Regions from separate parts of the Mus musculus genome. Here region 1 is linked to region 2. The links are chromatin contacts, called in public HiChIP or PLAC-seq maps. All regions are on one chromosome and are shown on one strand. The core of a region is the stretch at or near the end of the contact, and the rest is flanking DNA. Distances in the headings are between cores, read along the strand shown. Region 1 overlaps Chd9 (chromodomain helicase DNA binding protein 9). Region 2 has its middle 22 kb from the start of Gm19935.

Region 1 (3,063 bases), core at 178-2,677, 180 kb after region 2:
GAGCCATAGGTAGAACATATGGGCTGTTTTCTGAGACCACTTCTGGGGAATGTCAGGAAATAGAACAGGAAAAGCAAGAGTTGGATTCATGCAGTAACTGCTATTACTCAGTAGAGAGCCTTCTGCCCTGAATGAAAGTGCAAATACCTTTAAGAGCTCATGTATTCTGAAACCAACCTAAGCTTTGGTTTTTCTTTTCTTTTTCTTTTTTTTTGGGGGGGGTGAAAACATGAAAAATTGTGATTAGGGAGGTATGTAAAGCCACGTACATTTGGTTCTGATTTAAAGTTAGACTATTAAAAAGACCTGTTACTCTAAATAATACCTTTAAAAGGCTCTAGTTTTATGGTTTTTGTGCTTTTTTTAACATTAAGGAAACTATTAGTACTAGTGAACCACTTTATTACTTCATCTAGATTTAATTAAAGGGAATCATTTTATGTAGTTATTCTAAAAGATTTCATATTATTTCTATCTTAAACATTTTTACATACTTTAGAGAACATTTAATTTCCTCCACATTTATCCCCAAATAATTATCTAACAGGAACCATTTGATGTAACTTTTAGGTTTGGGACTAATGTGTGAAACTGTATATAGTTTAAAATGTGTGTTGCCTAGGGAGTAAATCAATAGCTAAATAAAATAACCCTTCATTTTCATAATTGTTTCTAAAGAAAACTCATCCAGCAATAAAGGTATTACTAATAGAATATTGCATTTCTAAGCTGTGAACTAGTTCAAAACAAAAGCAGATCTTTTTAGCCTTAATTTATAAAGAAAAATAAATAAAGGTGTCCCTCAGCTCTCATATTTGAAACTGGGCCAAGTGAAGCTTTGGGAGGATTGTGAGCTCACGGCCACGAGCATGCTACAGCCTTACTCAGAAAACCATGAGAGACCAGAATGGGATATACTTTCAAAGGTTTTTGTCCTAAGACATCACCAGCATAAAGGGTAACATTCTTTAAATCCCTGCTAAATATTTTTAAAATAATTTATATAAATCAGATCCTTGTGATTCATTACAGAAAAGAAGATCAAATCGACAAATTAAGAGGAAAAAATATGCAGAAGATGCAGAAGGAAAGCAATCTGAAGAAGAAGTGAAAGGCAGTCTGAGAGTTAAGAGGAACTCGGCTCCTCCGCCTGGAGAGCAGCCTCTGCAGCTGTTTGTGGTAAGACTAAGCCCGAGCCAGCCACCAGGAACTCAAGAGCCCTTGTTTCCTGGGCTTCCTTGTCTAACTCAGCACCAGAGTCTGTATTTCTACTTTTACTTTTTCTCTTATGCACTGTGAGCCAAACATTCAGCCACTGTCAGTTTGATTTGAAACCTCAGGCAAATGTTTATCTTGATTAGCTCGAGGCTCCAGTTGGCCGCAAAAGCGGTGATAGTAGAGGTTTTGAAATGAAGGAGCGCAGCATGGTTAGTAGTGGCCATGCAGATGATGTCAGGGCAGTGAGAATAAGACTTGTTTCTCGTTCCTGACATTTCACATAGTGCTCAATGTGAATGCATTCTTGTTTGTTAAATGACAACCTTTTGAGAATATATTCATTCCATCATAGATTTTTCCCTCTTTCTCCTAGGAAAATCCAAGTGAAGAAGATGCTGCAATTGTAGACAAAATACTAGCTTGTAGGACTGTAAAAAAGGAAGTAAGTCATGGTACATTATACCTTACATGGTGTAGTTTCTGCCCTGCTTGAATCACAGTTGTTCATTTTAATGTTTTAGGTATCACCTGGAGTTATGCTTGATATAGAAGAATTTTTTGTAAAGTACAAAAATTAGTAAGTATTTAAATTAAAAATTATGGTGTAACATTATGATGTTTAGTTAAATATAAATTATCTAACTTGTAAGTATATTGAGTTACAATTAATATACTTGCTTTTTAAAAAGATTTACTTATTATATGTGAGTACACTGTAGCTGTCTTCAGACACCCCAGAAAAGGGCATCAGATCTCATTACAGATGATTGTGAGCTATCATGTGATTGTTGGGATTTGAACTCAGGACCTTCAGAAGAGTAGTCAGTGCTCTTAAGCACTGAGCCATCTCTCCAGCCATACATTTTCATTTTATTTACATTTTAATAAAAATTTGTATTATTTATAATTTCAAGAACTCAATCATTAAAAAGTAAAAAAAAAAAGTTGTATTTGAAATCTTTTGTCACCAGGCAGCGGTGGCACACACTTTTAATCCCAGCACTTGGAAGGTAGATTCAGGCAGGTCACTGAGTTTGAGGCCAGCCTGGTCTATAGAGCTGGTTCCGGAACAGACAGGGCTGCACAGAGAAACCCTGCTTCTAGAAACAAAAAGATAGAAAGAAAGAAAAAAAGGAGGAAGGAAGGAAAACCTCTCATGTTAAGATTGAATATTTGAAATTATATGAACATGCAAGAATATTATAAAATATGATTTTATAAACTATAGGTACTTATCCCCTTTCTGTTTTGAGCTCTTTAGGTGTTATTATGTTTATACACAACAACTGATCTTTCGGTTGCTGTGTCAGATGTATTCATTGATGACTTCACTTTAAGGTTTTCCATTTTTACCTTGGTTAAATCAGTGGAGTGACCAGTTGTGAGGAAGTGGATTCCTTTTGTATAGGTTCCAGCTTTTCTTCATACATTGACTAACTCTTTCAAAAAAAATTGTGTGGGTTTTAATGCACATGACTTTGATCGTGACAAAAATCAGTATAATAAAAAATAAGTCATGTTGTAGAAATAGCTTCCGGACAGCTTATCAAACCATGGAGACAAACCATGACTCCTCAGCTACAATTTCTTTAGCATTCCAGGATCAAGATGGCTGTTTTAGAAGTCTTATGAAATTTATTGAAATTGAATGAAGTGATTACCTATATGTAAAATGAAAACTAATATTTTTGTATTGGATAATTTAATGCAAAATACATTTGGAGAAACATAGTTTTCTGTATCATTCTAATGTATTGTTTTTCTATAACTTCTAGCTCTTATCTCCACTGTGAGTGGGCCACGGAACAGCAGCTTTTGAAAGATAAAAGGATCCAGCAGAAAATC
Region 2 (2,981 bases), core at 465-2,964:
GAGACATCTTTGGCTTCTGGATTCCAGAGTTTTCTCCATGGCCCCAAAATCCCTGCTCTGAGAATGTGCAAGACATCCATGCTCAGGGCTGCCAGGCTGGCCTGCATCTCTTTGCCTCTCCTGCCCTCTAGTGGTCACTCCCCATGCTGATCTTTCCACACCATTTTTTTGCTACTGAGTTTTAAAATACAAAACCTGTAAAGAAAATTCTTGCAAATGTATCCAATGCTCAGTGGAACTTCATCTAGCTTTATATGTATTCGACATATCTATTTCTATATGTAGCTTTAAGATACCTTAAGGCTGGACTTATAGTTAAGTGATAGAGCACTTCCTTACCCAGCATACACAAGATCCCAGGTTTTATTCCCCCAGCACAATAATAATAAACTTACCTGTGCATTCATGTACCAGATGCCAATCCCACAAGCTAGGCCCTCTTCAGGAGAATCACAAGTTCAAGGCCAGTTTGGTCTATATAGCTAGTTCTAGGCTAGCTTGGACTTTAGAAGGAAAACCTAGTGTGTGTGTATGTGTGTGTGTGTGTGTGTGTGTGTGTGTGTGTGTGTGTGTGTGTGTGTGTGTGTGTGTGTGTGTGTGTGTTCTATTTTAAGTGTGTGTGTGTGTGTGTGTGTGTGCGTGTTCCATTTTAAGTATATTTTATAAACTTATTACATGTTATTATATTAACATATTATATATAAATAATAAGTTAAAATGTAGCTTTTATGTTCATGAAGCCCTAGCTAGAACGACTAAGAGTAAAAGTTCTAGTCAAATGTTCAGTGCAGTTGATGGTGCTGCAGAGGATACAGGGGATGCCCTAGAGCGTCCTGAAAGGCATCCTGGGAAAGTGAGAGTGAAAATATGAAGGGTGAGGGACCAGAGCTATGATGGCAAAAAGCCAGGGAGTTAGCAAGTCAAAACTTCTGTGTCCAGGGAGAGTAGGATGAGCTTGAAGAAGGGAACATAGAGCTGTGTGGCTGGAATGTCAAACACTGGAGCCTGGGATGGTGGGAATACAGACGGGAGGACTACACGGTGGTCTTCGTGTGAATCTTTGTCTTTATTAAGATGAACCGTTCATTCTCCCTTTCCTCTCTCCCTTCCTAGCCCCCTCCTTCTTCCTGTCTTCCCTTCCTCACTCTTCTTCCTTTCTCCTTCCTTCTTTGCTTCCGGTTGTAAACCCTGGCTGCCCCTTGGGACCATCTAGTCAAAACCTCAGCCAGCAAGATCATTAGGGCTAGGATGAGCATCTCTGGTTTTTAAGGTCTCCCTGGGTGATTCCAGTGTGTGGCTCCAGGAGAAGCCTCCTGGAGACCTAAGAAAGCCTGAATTGTTCGCTTGCCTTTTCCTCCCTCTAGTGACTGTTCTGTGCTCCTAAATCTGCTCTAAACCTGCAGGCAGATGTTACCTCCAAGAAGGTAAATTCTCCTGCCTGACTCTCCACCAGATAGTTGAAGTTTTGAAACAGCGCCCAGGGTGCTGGAAACCCTCAGACCCCAGCCATCAAAGACCTGCGTGGAGGACAGGGAGCTGTGTATACAAATATGTCCAGCCCGGAAGAAACTAAAAACCCTACAGCCTTTCACTCTTTTTACCCTGCCCCTGGAGGAAGCAGGGCCAGCCCCGCCCACACTTCCTTCTCCCCACCGCACCCCACCCCCACCATCCCTTGCCTCTGTTCCATTCTGTCCCCTAGGTGGTGCCAAAGAGCAGTGAGCCTGTTTTCTGTTTTGTTGTACTTTGATCAAGATTAGATCTCTGTTTTGAAAAAGCCCCACTACCGGCAGGTGGAAGAGGGTTTGAAACTGGACCATAGCATCAGAGGAGAGCAGGTCAAAGCCATTAGTAACGCAATTCTGGTGCGAGGTGATGGTGTCATGGCCGCTCTGACTGTAGCAGAAAAAGAAGAGTCACATTGTAGAGAGTGTTGGCTTCCTGTTGGCTTGCACACAGCAGCCAGCTCAGAGAGGAGAGGGATGCGTCAGGGATGTTTTTAGATTCTTGTTTGAATAAACAGATGGGTGTTGGAGTCAGTTCCTGGGGCAGGGAACAGAGGAGCAGATTTCAGGGGTGGAAAATAAGAAAAGTACCAGGGTGGTTATGAACAAATTCAGGATAATGGGCTACAAGAGCCAGGTCACTGTACTCATTTGTGCAGTAAATAATCCAGGCGTGACGGCAGGTGCCTGGAATACCGTGCTTAGGAGAGATGGAGGCAGGGAAACCTAGCTCAAGTTCATCCTTGGATATATAAGGAAGCTTGAGCTAGAGACCTTGTTTCAAAAACACACGCATCCTCACATGGATACACACATTTTCAGCCCTTCGTAATTATCAGGCACAGATTTAAGCTTTTCTCCTTCGAGAAGTTAGACTGGAGCTCGTCCTCTGGTCTCTGGGTAGGACCCTGCCTTACTTCTGCCAGTTGAAAATCCAACAAGGATTTAGCCAGTTCATTCTCAGAGCTGACCACACAGGAGGCACAAAAACCACAATGTTCCTCTTGACTTAAAGAGTTTGTGTCTCTGGGGAGTTTGTATGTTTCTCTTGCCTTCCTGGCCTCAAGTTTATAATCCTCCTGCCTTAAGTCTTTCCAAGTGGTAGGATTACAGAACACCAAGCTTGGCAGAAGATTCCATTTCTGACCTGCTTTTCTGACCTTGACAAAGTAAACTTTTTCTGAAAGTTAAAAAAACAAACAAAACAAAACAACTGGAACCTAGAAACCACATTCACCTGGGACATGACAGTAAAACTGTTCAGGTCTGAAGAAAGGAAACCCACTGTCCTGTTGTCTCATCCATGAACCACAGGAAATATTTCTCCCTGTAAGTCACAGACCTTAACACAAAAGGGCTTTGAGACAGAAAGGACAGTGGGCTTCATCTCAGCACTTTGGAAGTGACAACAGAAGGAGAGTAAGTTCCAGGCTAGCCTGCTGTACGGAGGAAGACTGTCTAAAACTAAAAAAGACA

The links. HiChIP or PLAC-seq counts read pairs in DNA pulled down with a chosen protein or histone mark.
Region 1: a contact with region 2 is called in an H3K27ac HiChIP or PLAC-seq map of microglia, with 5 times the contacts expected there. The contact joins two enhancer-like sites. A contact is called at or near these places in 4 of 115 datasets of contacts at active chromatin or transcription factors (bone marrow-derived macrophages, embryonic stem cells and microglia) and 3 of 9 other capture datasets (adipose tissue, liver and pancreatic islet).

What each region holds. Positions count from the first base shown.
Region 1 is chr8:90,975,889-90,978,951 of GRCm38.p6, forward strand. Chd9 (chromodomain helicase DNA binding protein 9) reads left to right here. Exons shown (of 40, transcript NM_177224.2): 6 at 1,033-1,179; 7 at 1,592-1,660; 8 at 1,740-1,795; 9 at 2,994-3,063. Among named protein-coding and RNA genes, the nearest start is that of Gm39221, 82 kb to the right of the region's middle. Within about 2 kb of position 1,428, at least 94 of the 459 cell types and tissues checked have an H3K27ac peak or open chromatin away from gene starts, as enhancers often do. A contact at or near this core is called in adipose tissue, bone marrow-derived macrophages and microglia, where this site is marked.
Region 2 is chr8:90,793,832-90,796,812 of GRCm38.p6, forward strand. No RefSeq gene overlaps it. Among named protein-coding and RNA genes, the nearest start is that of Gm19935, 22 kb to the right of the region's middle. Within about 2 kb of position 1,715, at least 177 of the 459 cell types and tissues checked have an H3K27ac peak or open chromatin away from gene starts, as enhancers often do. A contact at or near this core is called in adipose tissue, bone marrow-derived macrophages and microglia, where this site is marked.